3 separate regions of the Zea mays genome follow, and regions 2 and 3 are each linked to region 1. A link is a contact called in public Hi-C data. All regions are on one chromosome and are shown on one strand. The core of a region is the stretch at or near the end of the contact, and the rest is flanking DNA. Distances in the headings are between cores, read along the strand shown. Region 1 holds the start of LOC103653956 (protein NRT1/ PTR FAMILY 8.3). Region 2 has its middle 28 kb from the start of LOC100381682. Region 3 holds the start of LOC100381682.

The links. A called contact is a pair of places that touch in the nucleus more often than the background predicts.
Region 2: a Hi-C map of tassel shows a contact between it and region 1, with 2.6 times the contacts expected there. The contact joins the enhancer-like site here to the promoter of LOC103653956 in region 1. A contact is called at or near these places in 4 of 25 Hi-C or Micro-C datasets (ear, leaf and tassel) and 1 of 3 datasets of contacts at active chromatin or transcription factors (leaf).
Region 3: a contact with region 1 is called in a Hi-C map of leaf, with 3 times the contacts expected there. The contact joins the promoter of LOC100381682 here to the promoter of LOC103653956 in region 1. A contact is called at or near these places in 4 of 25 Hi-C or Micro-C datasets (bundle sheath, ear and leaf) and 1 of 3 datasets of contacts at active chromatin or transcription factors (leaf).

Annotation. Positions count from the first base shown.
Region 1 is chr4:163,931,165-163,936,153 of Zm-B73-REFERENCE-NAM-5.0, reverse strand. LOC103653956 (protein NRT1/ PTR FAMILY 8.3) reads left to right here and starts at 1,873. Exons shown (of 4, transcript XM_008680775.4): 1 at 1,873-2,235; 2 at 2,539-2,635; 3 at 2,786-3,003; 4 at 3,130-4,858. The coding sequence starts at 2,179. The coding sequence ends at 4,482.
Region 2 is chr4:164,109,405-164,114,393 of Zm-B73-REFERENCE-NAM-5.0, reverse strand. It overlaps the pseudogene LOC109945849. Among protein-coding and RNA genes, the nearest start is that of LOC100381682, 28 kb to the right of the region's middle. Within about 2 kb of position 2,898, at least 14 of the 20 cell types and tissues checked have an H3K27ac peak or open chromatin away from gene starts, as enhancers often do. A contact at or near this core is called in ear, leaf and tassel, where this site is marked.
Region 3 is chr4:164,081,356-164,086,344 of Zm-B73-REFERENCE-NAM-5.0, reverse strand. It overlaps LOC100381682, which reads left to right and starts at 2,204. Exons shown (of 3, transcript NM_001174495.1): 1 at 2,204-3,159; 2 at 3,789-3,932. The coding sequence starts at 2,609.

The DNA of each region.
Region 1 (4,989 bases), core at 624-3,123:
CTCAACAACCACAAAATTAACAAGGGTAATGGTGCTCTGTGACGACCAAACGCGAAGGCACTTCCTCTGATTCTGCATGCACGTGCTGAAATCTCCGTCGTCGTCGTTTCATTAGTGTAATGCAGTTTTATTAGTGATGTGTACAAGAGAAGATTCAGTACGTGGTCTCGCGATGACGACGGCAGCAGTTAATTTCACCGTTCAAACAACAGGCATCCATGGCACGTGTTTTTTTTGTTTCCATACAGAAGATTCTGAACTCGAAACTGAAGTTCGCATGACCAAGCTTCTGCATCTTGTCCAATCTCTCCAGTCTCCATCGCTTTTTTTATTAGTATTATCATTATTATTATTTTCCCCAATATGTGAACACGTGACGTCGTCACCCGATCGCGACGAAAATGAACTGAGGCCATGTTTGGTTTCAATTAGTCCTAGAACTAAACTTTAGTCCCTACATGTTTGGTTCTAGGGACTAAACAGATTCTAAAGTCATTAAATGCAATGTCCAAAGACTCAAATGCCCTTAGAATATACCCCTAATATTAGTTATTCATACAAAAAGGTAAGAGTAACATGATAATTATGACCTTTTAGTCTCTTTTAGCACCTATGTGAAGGACTAAGGAAGTGTTTGGTTTCTAGTGACTAATTTTTAGTCCCTCCACTTAATTCTATTTTAGTCCCTAAATTACTAAATATAGAGTTTCCCTATTTAACAATTTATGAACTAAAATGGAATTAAGTGGGGAACTAAAGTTTAGTCCCTATAAACCAAACACCCCCTAAAGACTAAATCATTTTAGTCTATATTTTAGTCCTAGTGTTTGGAAAAAAGGGACTAAATGAGACTAAAAACTAGAGACTAATTTTTAGTCCCTCTAACCAAACACCCCCTGAAGCTGAGATGGTTTGTCCAATCTCTCGACTGGATCACTTGCCAAAAGAAGATTTGACGAGCTGAGCTTGAAAGAAACTATATCCTTTCGATGATATCGTTCTGACCAATGCGTGGTTGCCAGCTTGCTTCAAGGAGATCGCGTAATAAGCTTACATATACGGGAACATATCAAATGCAAACCACGTTTTGGTATAAACCCCATGCAAATCTACTAAAAAAGTTTCAAAAAATCTTGAAAAAAACATTAATGCACATTTCAGCTTACATTATCTATATACAAAATTTAATGGTCAAATTCATCTTACTCTAGCAGTTACAAAAAGACAAAATTTCTGACAAACAATAATAGTTTAAATGCACCAAAATTTGTCTTTTTTGTAACTGCTAGTATATATATATAAGGTAAGCTGAGATGTACGTTCATATTTTTTCAGAATTTTTTGAAACTTTTTTATCAGGTTTGCACGGAATTTACACCAATACGTGGTTTGTATTCGATATATTCCCTACGTAGCACACGCACGCAACTACGTATAGTTAGGTTATGGGTTGACTTGGTGGTTTGTTGTCTTCACGGAACTGAAGCTCGTTGTCCGGAGGCTTGGCGTCGCGGCAGCTGACGGGAGACTTTGGAATTTGGATGCCAAGAGCACGGCCCAATTCACCAGTCCACCACCATGCATTGCTGCAGCAGCCACCTCCACCTACTACTCTGCAGTCTGCACAACAGAAATTCCCGGGGTCTGAAAGCCCGCGACCACCCAACCCAGCTCTTGCCCTGTTTCCGTCCGTGCCGTGGCAGTGGCAGCATGCACCCCCCCTGTTGCCTGACCCTGCCTTGTTCGGGTGAAAACCCGCGCGGATTTGAAGCGTTCTCGCGCGCGTTGGCGTTTTATATCATTTTATTTTATCCACTCCTAAGCTAACCAAAGAGGCAACAAAACATCTTTACCTACTCACTCACCAACCTGCCCATCACGTGCCGGGACGGACGACATCTCTCTCCCTCTCCGCCGTCAGGCACACCGGCGAGCTGAGCCGAGCCAGTGCGCGCGCTCCGCTTCCTATATAATGCAGCCAGCTACCTAGCAGTTTTGGCAACCATCAGACACCGAGCAGCAGCAGCAGCAGCGGCGGCCGGAGCCCGGACGGAGCCAACCGCCAGCTAGTCTGTCTGCCGCGCCGGCCCGCCGCTCGCTCCCGCTCCCCCTCCCCCGTCCGAGGATCACGTCGCGCCTCGCTCGCGGTCTCGTCCACAGCTCCCGGTGCGGTCGGCGATGGACGCTGCCGGGGACGCCATGGAGAGAGGCGACCGCGCGCCGCTCCTGCCAGTGGTAACGGCCCGGACCTCTCTCTCTCTGCATTCAACCTTATTATTTCCACGTTTCGGCGTTCAATGCATGCTTTTCTTGGTTAGTGATCGGGGTCTAGGATCCAATTCCGTCTCGAGACAGGGAAAAACACACACATCGTTTCTGACACACTATATTTTACTAGCTTTTTCTTTACTGTTTTTATTATTTCCTCTTGTTATAAGTATTACATATGCCCAGTAAAGCATATACGCCGTGTGTATTGACAAACGCAGAGTCTCCTGTCACTGACAACTTGTGTATTGTTTCTTCACCGTACCGCAGAGTCAAGGCCCAAAGGTTCGGGACGACGACAGCCTCCAAGTGCCACTGTTGAAGGATAAGAAACGTGCCGGCAGCAAGGCGCCGGCGGTTGTTCTTGGTGAGCAACTGAGCATAGCTCCCAGCATGTTCAGTTTTTCCTTTCGTTCTCCTGGTAACGGGATGCATGTATGTGATGTTCAACCACAAGAACTGAAATGCAATGTGCTACTGGAACGCGCTCAATTGCCTCTGCGTCTGCGGCGTGCAGGGTTCGAGTGTCTGGAGAGCACGGCGTTCAACGGCATCTCCACGAACCTGGTGGTGTACCTGGAGACCGTCCTCCACGGCAGCAACCTGGCCAGCGCCTCCGACGTCACCACGTGGTTCGGCACCAGCTTCCTCACGCCGGTCTTCGGCGCCATCATCGCCGACACCTTCTTGGGCAACTACAACACCATCCTCGTCTCTCTCGCCGTCTACCTCCTTGTACGCAGCACCTCGTCGATTCATCCTCGTCCACATCCGTCCACGCCACGCCACGCCTTGCGCATTTGGGCTAACGGACTCGTTCTACGTACGTACGCGGTACGCCTGCCCGCGTGCCACCTGCAGGGGATGATGTTCGTCACCTTCTCGGCGTTCCTGCCCACAGCCGCGGCGCTCGGCGGCGCCACCTCGGTGTTCGGCGCCAAGACCGTCGCCTTCCTCGGGCTGTACCTCGTGGCGATCGGGCGCGGCGGGGTGCAGTCGTCGCTGGCGCCGTTCGGCGCGGACCAGTTCGACGACGCCAACCCGGCGGACCGGGACAGCAAGGCGTCTTTCTTCAGCTGGTTCTACCTCTGCGTCGACTTCGGCATGATCGTCTCCGGCCTCGTCATCGTGTGGGTCCAGGACAACGTCAGCTGGGGCCTCGGCTTCGGCATCTCCACCGCCTGCCTCGCGCTCGCCTTCGCCGCCTTCGTGCTCGCCACGCCCATGTACAAGCGCCGCATGCCCACCGGCACGCCGCTCAAGAGCCTCAGCCAGGTCGTCGTCGCCGCATGCAGGAAGATCGCCCTGAAGGCGCCCGCCGACGCCGGCATGCTCTTCGAGGTCAGCGACAAGGTGGACGCCGCCCAGCCTAAGATCGCGCATACCGACGAGTTCTCGTTCCTTGACAAGGCAGCTATCGTCTCCGAATCGGACATGGAGGAGATGTCGTCGGAGGAGGCCTGTTCGTCGTCGTGGAAGCTCTGCACCGTCACCCAGGTGGAGGAGCTCAAGATCCTGATGCGCCTGCTGCCCATATGGGTGACTAGCGTCATCGTGTCCTCGGCGTACGCGCAGATGACCACCACCTTCATCCAGCAGGGTAGCGCCATGGACATGTCCATCCTGTCCGTGCCGGTGGCTGCGGCGTCGATGGGCTCGTTCGAGGTGGTCTTCCTCCTCACGTGGGTGCTGCTCTACAGCAAGGTGATCGTGCCGGTGCTGAGGGGCTTCTCCTCCGGCGGCGACGGCGAGCCGTCCCAGCTGCAGCGTATGGGCGCCGGCCGGCTACTCATGGCGCTCTCGATGGCGGCCTCGGCGCTCGCCGAGATGAAGCGCCTCGACAGCGCCGCGCGAGGCGAGGAGATCACCATCGCGTGGCAGCTCCCGCAGTACTTCTTCATGGCCGGCGCGGAGGTGTTCTGCTACATCGCGCAGCTGGAGTTCTTCTACGCCGAGGCGCCGGACACCATGAAGAGCACGTGCACGTCGCTCTCGCTGCTCACCATCGCACTCGGCAGCTACATGAGCTCGTTCATCTACGCCATTGTAGCGGCGTTCACGGCGACGCCCGACAGTCCCGGCTGGATCTCCGACAACCTTAACCAGGGGCACCTCGATTATTTCTTCTGGACCATGGCTGCCATGTGCACGCTCAACTTCGTTGTGTACAGCGGGTTCGCCAAGAACTACAAGCTCAAGACGGTGCTATCATGACGCAACTACAAGATTGCTCAACTCGCCTCCATCATGGTCTTGGAGATTCCACTGCATTTTGTTTTTGCACAGTTGCAAATTGGTGACTGGTAAAGGGTAACTAGGATGCAAACAGCGGGCTAGCGGCTCAACCGCTCAACGGCTCGTATATCCATACAAACGGACAGCGGTACAGTACAACAGTACGTAGGATAGGAAGAAGATGCAGTCTTTTTTTTCCCTTCTTTTTCTTTGAAGAAGAAACTGCACAGATTCCTGTGGCAGCAACTATTGTTCTTTTGAAAGTTGAAACTGCTGTTTTGTTTTTCCTTCATACGGAGATACAATTCACAGAGTTCGAGGATGACAAGACATCAATGTCAATGTGTTTTTTTCAGTTTTCTCCAGAGCTCGCTTCAGCTAATGATTTCAATGGTATGTTGATCACAGTTAAATTTTAACTAATTCTTCTAATAAGTCAGAGATCTGAAAGCTACACTAGTCATGTAGACGTGTGAGTAATAGCTA
Region 2 (4,989 bases), core at 1,649-4,148, 180 kb before region 1:
AACTCAGATGGTGACCAAGGAAGGTGAGCAAACTCCATTTCTCCATTTCTTCTATCGGTCCGGAAGTACTTATTTTTTCTGATGGATGGATGAATGGATCATGGTTCATGGATGAGTGCATGCCGATGTAGTGATGTCTGAAATCTAGATAATTTGTGCTACATGTTAGTACCTAGTTATCCCTTAAATGGGGCTGGGGACCCCTTGGGGACCCAAAACCCGAATGGGGATGGGTATGAGATGAGTTTTGTACCCATGATGGGTATGGGGATGGATCAAACATGATGGGGATGGGTATGAGATGCTATAACCCGGTGGGGAATTCCCCATTGACATCTCTAGGCGCGGGAGAGGAAGTCTTTGAGCATCATCTCGCCATGGAGGGCTGGCGACCGCCACCACCAGCGCTCTGGATGTCACGACTCGTGACATACCTCGTCCACCGTCTTCTTGGCCACCGGGCGGGCCCACCGCACCTGGGAGTATGGTTCACAGGAAGTCGTCCAGGTTCATGGTCTATAGCGGCTTGCCCAGCGGCGTCTCCACCTTGGCCAGCGAGAGTCCGTAGACCGAGCCATGACACGAGAGGTCGTCGTCGTCATGAGAGTGGGATGATATTGTCTGCACTCTCATCCACGCCCCCCGGAGGTCGAAACAGAGAGTGTTGGAGCCTGTATCCTGTGATATCCTGGCCCCTAGGATGGTGATGTCCTAACCCAAGGCTTAATAGAATTAATAGAGTATCCATACCAACAAAGTGCATCTTCTTTTTCGGATGCCTGTCTCAAAAGAACCTCCAAGTTAAGTGTGCTTGGCTTGGAGCAATTTGGGATGGGTGACCGACCGGGAAGTTTTTTCGGGTGCGCATGAGTGAGGACAAAGTGCGCACAAAAGACTTGTGTTGGTCTATGGGAACGATATATGATTCTAGAGAGCTGCCAGGAGTGAGTACCACCGGTCCAGGGATTGGACGGGTTGTTACAAATGGTATCAGAGCCGACCCTCGCGGTTTCATGGCCGTGTGTGGGCTAGGGGTTCGGGTATATGGCGCATGGCGCATGTGGGCCCGGAGTGGTCACATGGCATGACATATGACGACACTAGACACACAGACGTGGCTAAGAGGGGAGGTTCCTGAATTGGGGTTGACCGACGAGGACGTCGGTCTTCTAAGGGGGGTGGATTGTGATATCCTGGCCCCTAGGATGGTGATGTCCTGACCCAAGGCTTAATAGAATTAATAGAGTATCCATACCAACAAGGTGCATCTTCTTTTTCGGATGTCTGTCTCAAAAGAACCTCCAAGTTAAGCGTGCTTGGCTTTGAGCAATTTGGGATGGGTGACCGACCGGGAAGTTTTCTCGGGTGCGCATGAGTGAGGACAAAGTGCACACAAAAGACTCGTGTTGGTCTGTGGGGACAATATATGATCCTAGAGAGCTGCCAGGAGTGAGTACCGCCGGTCCAGGGATTGGGCGGGTTGTTACATATCCATGTGCGATCACATGCACCTGCAAACAAATAATTGCGCAGCGGCGGCGCAGTGCGAGACGTGTGAAAGAGGGCGCGTGCTCGAAGGCTTATCTTCTCCTTCAAGTGCACGAGAATGGCGGTAGCGATGCGAGAGAGGCAGCGGGAAAAGAGGGAGTTGGGGATCAGTGTAGGCCGTTGGTGATCGCAATCTAGCGCTTCACACGTGTCTACTGTTTGATTTGGAATAAGTGGAAGGGCCTTTTTGCAAAAAAAAAACGACGTAGGACGACCGTTGAAACTGGTACTTTAAGTATACTATAGATAACTTATGCAAGAATTTTTAGAGAAGCCTAGTTCACAGTGGCGAATCTAACAAGAAATATTGTTGGGGTCATTGAGGTGAATTTCACTATATGATCTAATATTTTTAAAACTTTAACGGTGTTTTGCTAAAGGGTTTACAAATTTTATCAGGATCGACTGACCCCAATAAACCCTCCTAGATCCGCCCCTGCTAATTCATCTCTCTTAGATATCTTGGTCCTTTATGTGCATAGACCACAAGTTAGTTACATGTAGTTGTTTAATGATGTAACTTATACTTTATCTTTTCTTTTATAATCGCTATAATGTAAATCTCCTTTATTCAGGCCGTGATGCATGATTTTTAGCTATATGCTTCTTGATTGTTGGTTTAGAAGTGTAACCATACGACGAGGAGCTCCCTACGACCTCTGAGTTGTTGGTGCTGCAATAGTCAAAAGGACAACATGTGATACTAATTTGGTTGGAGGTGAAGCCCCATGATGGCTGATACGGCATTTGTCAAGCCTAATAGTTTTTTTTTTTGCCTTGCCATGATTTTGGTGGGCAAATTTTGAAGCCCAACCAAACAAGCTCTATATTACCATGAAAAAATCCTTTATATCCTTTTTGGCATTATAGTTTTTCTTCTTAAATTTCAAAATCACATATCTTATATCTTGCCAACTCTCAAAATCCATTTAAATTGCCTGCTTACTCCGGTTAAATTTGGGGTTTAAGATGGTTTCATCCTCAGTTAGGAGAAAAAACCGGTAAATTTGGACACAACAATCCCAAAAAAAAAGATAGTTATAGCTTCAAAAAGTATCTCTAAAATATTCTAAAACTATACTTAGCCTTAGAAAAATAGAAATAATGTAAATATCCCAAAATAGTAAATCATTCTAAATTACTAAATCGTGAAAAATATATAAAAAATTATTTACCCACCTGAAACAACTTCTAACCTGAACTAGGATGTAATGTACATGGTTTCCTTAAGTTGGTCAGGGTAGGCTGCCTAGTTTTAAGTTAAAAAGAAGGAAAATCAGACCATGACAGGTAAACTGGGCCTTTTGCTTATACATGTCCATGGGCTTTGAACTTAGTTTAGGGCCGACGGCTTATTGATCTTGAGCCAGAAACTCCAAAGGCCTTCAAGAGCCCAGTTTAAATCCATCCAGTCCGACTTGGGGGTCCAAATTTTGACTCCTGTTCCCGGCCTTCTCCAAGTCAACGATTTTTAAGGATCGGGAGCTCACTTCGAGAAGCAGAAATCGAGGGGAGAAGATGCCTGTCAGTGGAAGCAAAGGTGACCCCCCCCCCCCCCCCCCCCCCCCGCTGCGCTGTCTCCTTCCTGAGTAGTACTAATTAAAAGCATCCCGGCAACCTAATCAAAATCAACTGCGTGGTTCACATGTACACACACGCCTCCCCAAACTGGATTACTCTACGTACTGTAGTACTCCATATTGGTCTCATCGCAAGGCACTTCGATTAACGCGTGCCTTAATCACGAGCAGATTGAAATGACACCAATGCAAGGATCGATGTGCAGAGACAAATCAGTGTTTAATTGGGCTTCACACGCACAACGCAAGTTTTATGGAACTTCATGGGTAGTTTTCCTATTTTTTTCTCAAGTGACTGAAAAACCAGCCGTATATATATATATATTAAATTTCAAGCACCTTCGGCCATTTCGAGTGGAATATCGATCGGTCCACGTGATCTGAGCAACGTAACATCCCGGGCAGATTTAGGTAAGCGTGGACAGGGCATTGGCGTATGGACAGGATATATAGGTGATGTACCCTACTCATTAGCGTCACTAGTTTATTTTTTATACTCACGTACTGGCAAGAGATAATATAATTATTCAGTCTGTATAATGTGTGATACTCCTATACAGTTATCCTTGACACTAGAGTACGATTTGCCTAATACTCCTATATATATGTTAGCTAGTAGCTACCTACGTAGCTTACTAATCAAGAACAAATTGCTAGATTTGAAGAGGTCAAAATATATGTGCACCAGGGGATATGGTGGTACATAAATTACTCCCTCGTCAGAGTTCTAAATAAGTGGGGTTTTCAAGGTATCACAAGTTAATATTATTCCAAACTTTAGTTGCATACTGTTAATTATTTTGTGTATCTTGAGCTCAGATTTTTTTGTTTTTTGTTTTGAAACACAGTTTCATAAAAGTATACTTCAAAATTATTTTTATGAGCATATGTAACAAAACAACTGATTAGAGAGGGGAAAGCACACCAACAATTGATACCTTGGTGGACATAACTGATTAATTTGGCGATTACGGAAGTATATTTGGACTGATCCGTAGCTAATCTAAGATAACCAGTGGCTGAGGAAAAGTGCGATATGGCTTGTCAGGATACACATATGCACAAAATAGTACTACCTCCGTTCACAAATATATGATATTATTGACGTTTTTCGAAAACTTTAACCACTCGTCTTATTGAAAATTGAAAAATTTTAAGTCAAACACAAACTAACTTAAGTGATAAAATAAATCACAAAAAATAAATGTAACTCATTATTTTTTTTTTTTTGAATAAGACGAGTAGTGAAAGTTTTCTAAAAAAAAGTCAATGCATGGCGTTATATATTTATGAACGGATGGAGTAGCTAGCTATTAGTGGGCGGAATATCATGCACAGACAGACACACTGCTTTCTCTAGATATGAATTCCATTCTTCGATTCCCCAACAATTAATGCAAGGAAATAAAATAACAAAGGTGCAGAATAGATGCATGCATGTGTGATCAAATTAAAACCGAGGAAGGCTGCTGCTTCTTCTTCTTTGCTTCATTCGATATATCTATTTCGTCAATGAGGATAGTCTCGCTCTCGCACATGGTATGAGCATTTGGAATAATTAAGCTAAGCCTGATGACACATTCTGCAGACAGCCACGACGGCATGGCTTATGTCATCATTTGCACAAAGGCAACGACTGATATGCAAACAGTCTTTCTGTACAAGAGTGTAAGCAAATTATCTGATCCATTAGATCGTGATCCAACCGTAGATCACATTTAACACTTAAACCTTTCCACCACCACCTCAATAACCTTTATAAAAAAAACCCTTACACAAATATCAGTTCGTTACACATGGACGATATGCGATCCAGAGATCAGATCGCTCTGTGTCACGTACACGTGTACGTGTAGCCGTG
Region 3 (4,989 bases), core at 955-3,454, 150 kb before region 1:
CGCCTTAAAATCAACATTACTTATAAATATGTCTCATAATATTATTAATTGAATAAGTTCTAATTGAAATAAACTTCATGTAACAATTTTTAGGCTAAAATTAGTTATCACTTGTTCCTTTTATGCTAGCTTATTAATGTATTGATTGTCATTTACATGATGAATTATTTTTTATGTTGATGTTAGTGGGTATGGGAAACCCGTTGGGTACCCGAAACCCGCATGGGTATGGGTTTGGGCAAAATTTTATACCCGTCACGGGTATGGGTTTTTTAGCGGGCGTGTTTTTTCTTCGTGGGTACGGGTTTGGGCAAGTAATACCCAGCGGGTTTTTACCCATTGCCATCTCTATGCAACGGCTCTTTGGCAGCTTTAAGGAGCTCGAAGAACTTTTGAACCTCAGGTGTAGCTGGATCCTCAAACTCGGTGGGTTGACCGGGGTTCTCCGAATCGACGGTTAGAAGCTCATGGCGTACATCGTCAAGCATCTCTTCCATCCTATCGTAGTCCTCCTCTTCATGTGACTGTACTTCCGATACAATACGAGGAGGTGGGTCCTCACCGTGGTGCACCCACACCTCATAGCCTGGCATATAACCGTTCTTGCAAAGATCTATCGACATAGTCCTCCTGTCAAGGAAATAAATGTTCCGACACTTGGTACAAGGGCACCTAACATCGGTTCCAGTCTCTGACCGAGCAAAAGCACGGTCGAGAAACGCGTCAGTCTTAGCAACCCACTCACTTGATAGAGCACCTCTTTCCTTCCAACCTTCATACATCCATCGACGATCATCCTCCATACTAGATACGAGATGTTAACTTGATTAGTTAAGTTAATCACGCCTCTAATCTAATAAATCACACTAATACAAGAAAAATAATTTAACGGGACCCTAAATCATGTAAAATAACCTTATTTCCGAGGGCATAATAATTACCCTCGGAAATTAATAATTTAAATTATATAGACACCACTACATAACATTATCACGGGTGACAAATCATATAAAATGACCTTATTTTCGAGGGCATAATAATTACCCTCGGAAATTAAAAATTTAAATTATCTAAGCACCACTAAGTAAACGAAAACAAACTAAATTAATTACATAATCAAATTTCGGCCATCGCACACAATAAATTAAACAATATTTAACATACTAATTATTTAACAACAAAAATTGCAACTACAAAACTAGATTAACATATACAGAATAATACTTAAACTACTCACTTGAGAGTGCGGGGCGGGGCGGGCGGGGCAGCACGGCGGTGACGGGGACGACTGCGCGGCGAGCGGGGCGGCAGCGCGGCGGGCAGCGCGGCCGCGGGCTGCAAGGCGGGCGGGCGGGGCGGGCAGCGCGGCGGGGCGCAGCACGGTGGCCGGCAGGGCCGTGGCAGCGGCGGGCAGCTCGAGGACGACGGTGGCGCGCGCTGGAAAGATGGAAAATAAAATGGTGTTCCCTGGCCGCGCGGTTAAATCGCTTTATCGCCGACGGCTGTAATACGGGCCGTCAGAGATAACCTTATGTCCGACGGCCCTCTGACAGCCGTCGGAGGTAAGGTGTTATGTCCGACGGCCAGCCCAGGCTCTCGAACATAAGGCTACCTCCGACGGTCTCCTGCGCGGCCGTCGAAGATAACAAGACCGTCACACATGATTGTTTTTACTTAGTGAATTAGAGATCCTGCACGGTTACCGACAGGCACGCGGACTTTAGCAGGCACCATACCAATGCATGCATGACATGAACCCATGTAGCGCGTCGCGTCGCGTCGCCATACCATATGGCTTGCGCTCTTGGACTTGCTTGCATTGCTGCCGCGGCAGCAGCCGGCCGGCAGGACGCTCGCTCTGCCATGGTGGCAGCGGCCGGCACGATACAGCAGCGTCCACGACCTCCTGACTGATCCGCCGTGAGATCCGGCCCCCTCCCAAATTTTTGACCGCGTTCGCGCGGGGCGGCTCGCTCTACTATTATTTTATTTAATATCTGTTTTGTTTTACCGCGGCTCCATGCCGTATTTTCCGCGCATCGAGAACAGAACACTATCAGTCCGGGAAATGAAGTCAGCGACCGTGCATACTTTCCCATCATCAGCAAAAAGAGCAAGCTAGCTAGCACTCCCAGTTCCCTCTCTCCACCCTCTGCCACTATTTTGTCCGCTCCCAGCTGAGCAAGCCCTTGCCCTTGGCCGGCCCTTGCTGTGCCCCCCGGCCCTTCTCTCTCCTCTCCCTCAGTCCCTGTCTTGTCCTATCCTAGTAAAAGAAAGGACAGTTTGATTGCACAGGTAGCCCACCGCTCAAATCATCCGCTTCCCCTCGCCCTTCCTCTCTCACACCCAAAACAAACAAGCCTGCTGGATCGACCGAGTTCAGCCGAGCTAGCTAACCCTCGCAAGCTAGCAGCTTCTCTCAACCCTCGACTTCCTTCTACCTATACAACCCTAAATCAGTTTGCTTCCTTCGGTTCTTGCGAATTGCCAGGAACGAAAGAGCTTTGCCGCTCTCGTGTTACAGAAGACTCGGAAAGAGAGATCGAGAGGAAGGAGTACCAGATAGACGTACCAGCAGGCAGCAGCTAGCTAGAGGGGCGAGCGAGCCATGTGCGACTACTTCCTACAAAGGATGGAGGACGACCGCCACCACCACCATCAGGCCGGAGGAGACCTCACGGACGTCGTCCGAGCCGGCGGCGCGATGCATCCGGCAGCTGTCGCGGAGCTCTCCTCCACGGCCACCACGGGGTGGCAGCTCCCGGCCGAGCCAGCTGGACCACCCGGCCTCTTCCCGCCAGCCCGGTCATCGTCGTCGTCGGACGGCGGCGCCTTCGCCGGCCTCTCGGGCCCATTCGCCAGCGACTTCCGCGCGGACTCCGCCGGCGTTGACCCCAGCCCTGCCGACTTCTTTGACTTCGAGGCGCCCGCTGTCGGTGGCGGCCGGGGCGGAATGGTGGAGGGCGGCGGGCCGCCGCAGATGCCCGCGCTGTCGCCGAGAGAGGTACGGCCGTACTCGGTGATGATGGGCGGCGACACCGTCAAGATCGGCGTGCCGGCGATGATGCCCGGGGGGCTGCCCGTTGGCCCGCCGTGCGCGTTCGACGCCATCGCCGGGATGCAGATGCCGTCGCCGCACTGCGGCGGGATCAAGCGCAGGTTCGGCACAGCGATCGCTGCCAGATCTAAGCAGTTCGTGATCATTATTGTCAAGCATATGAAGCAAGCCCTTCCTTAATTTCTTGGAAAATTTCTTCTCGTGGCTTGCTTGAATTTTGCATGGATTTTTCTTGTGCTAGAGTCACGGCTCGAGATTTGTAATTCAGGGTCAGGGATAGCGGTGCTAATCGCTTCTCCTGCTCCCCACACCTGTGCTCCTTTCGTCATTCTGCATCTTCCAAGAAAGCTATTATATATACATCGGCACAGCCAACCTTTTGGTTGTAACAAATAAAAAATAGCAAGATCAAATGTTCTAGAATCTAGATAGTAGATACACAAAAAAGGGTAGCCAGGTGTCGGTGAAAATCTTCTGATTAAAGAAATAAAAACAACTAGCATCAACTCGGTTGACAAAACAAATACACTAGCTAGCTATAGGCCTATAGCTATAGCTACTAGAATTTCAGCTAAGTTAATTAGTATTATTGTGCCCAGAGCAACTAGGCCTATTTCTTGAGCTCAACTTGCTGCCTTGCAAACCCTAGCTTTCTCATTTTCTGCAAGATGCGAGCTTTGAGATGATCATTCACGCATTTAACAATGTGGCTGTTGTGCCTGGTTAGCAGGAAAAACCAGGCAAGGAAGGTGGTCTGCATCCCAGCACCTGCAGCATCAGCAGGAGGAAGGACCACTGGGGAGGTTGTTCCTTCTGATCTCTGGGCTTGGAGGAAGTATGGACAGAAGCCTATCAAAGGATCACCGTATCCAAGGTATTACGACTGACCTTTCTTCAGCTGGTTCATGTATGCAATTGAATATATAGATACACTACATATGTGCATAAATAACTATGGTGATCATGTAATAATAATAAGAACACACGTCTCTTAATTTTTTTTTGCCATCTTTACAAAAATCCCTTAATCATGTGTTACTGCCACATGAGTCATTGGCATGCATTATATGTCAATCACCTCCTAATATATAGTGGCAAAAAGTTTATTTTCCCTAAGAATAATAGATATATATCCGATCATCTCCTCACTCAAGATGAAAAGACACATGGATTCCTATTTTCTTCTAGCACTATTCTACCACTTGCTGGTTAATTTAGAATCTAGCACATGATAAGGTAGCAGCTAGCAGCTAATACTATATAAATTACTATAGGCAAGTGCAACAGCTAATCAGACTTATCATGGATTTCTAAATAATATCGGTTGTGAAATTCAAGAACTCAGAGCTGCATATTTATTATTTTGTCCTGCTTTGAACCATATCATGGAATTTTCAATGTCCACGGTTGTACACTTTAAAAAGATATTGAGTTGATTCAATAAGGATCTTTCTTATATCATGTCGCAACCAAAAAACATTACTAGATGTTAAAAACAGATAAATTCGTGTGTAGGAAAATGTGTGAACTCGCAAGGACAAGAAAAGCTAACTGAATCGAGTGTCTGAATTTGTTTCGTGCACAATTGACAATTGTTTCACCGTATCACATTTTGTGTGCAAACTTTGTCATATTGTGTAAAAGTATATACATAACTTAAAACTATGCCAGTCACCGTAAAAGTATATGTCATATTGTCATGCATATTGCATACAATTCTTTTGATTGTCAGTCACATCTCACCAATAAATATCGATTAGTCATTTTCTATAAAAGATTGTAAGTCTATTATATTTTTGGTTCATGCATTTAATGTTGAAGAACTATATAGTTAATAGTTCTTTCACTTCATGGTGAATCTTAATTACTTTTTATACTTTCCGATCTTTTACATGCATATATAGACCTTTTTTTGGATACTATTGAAATCC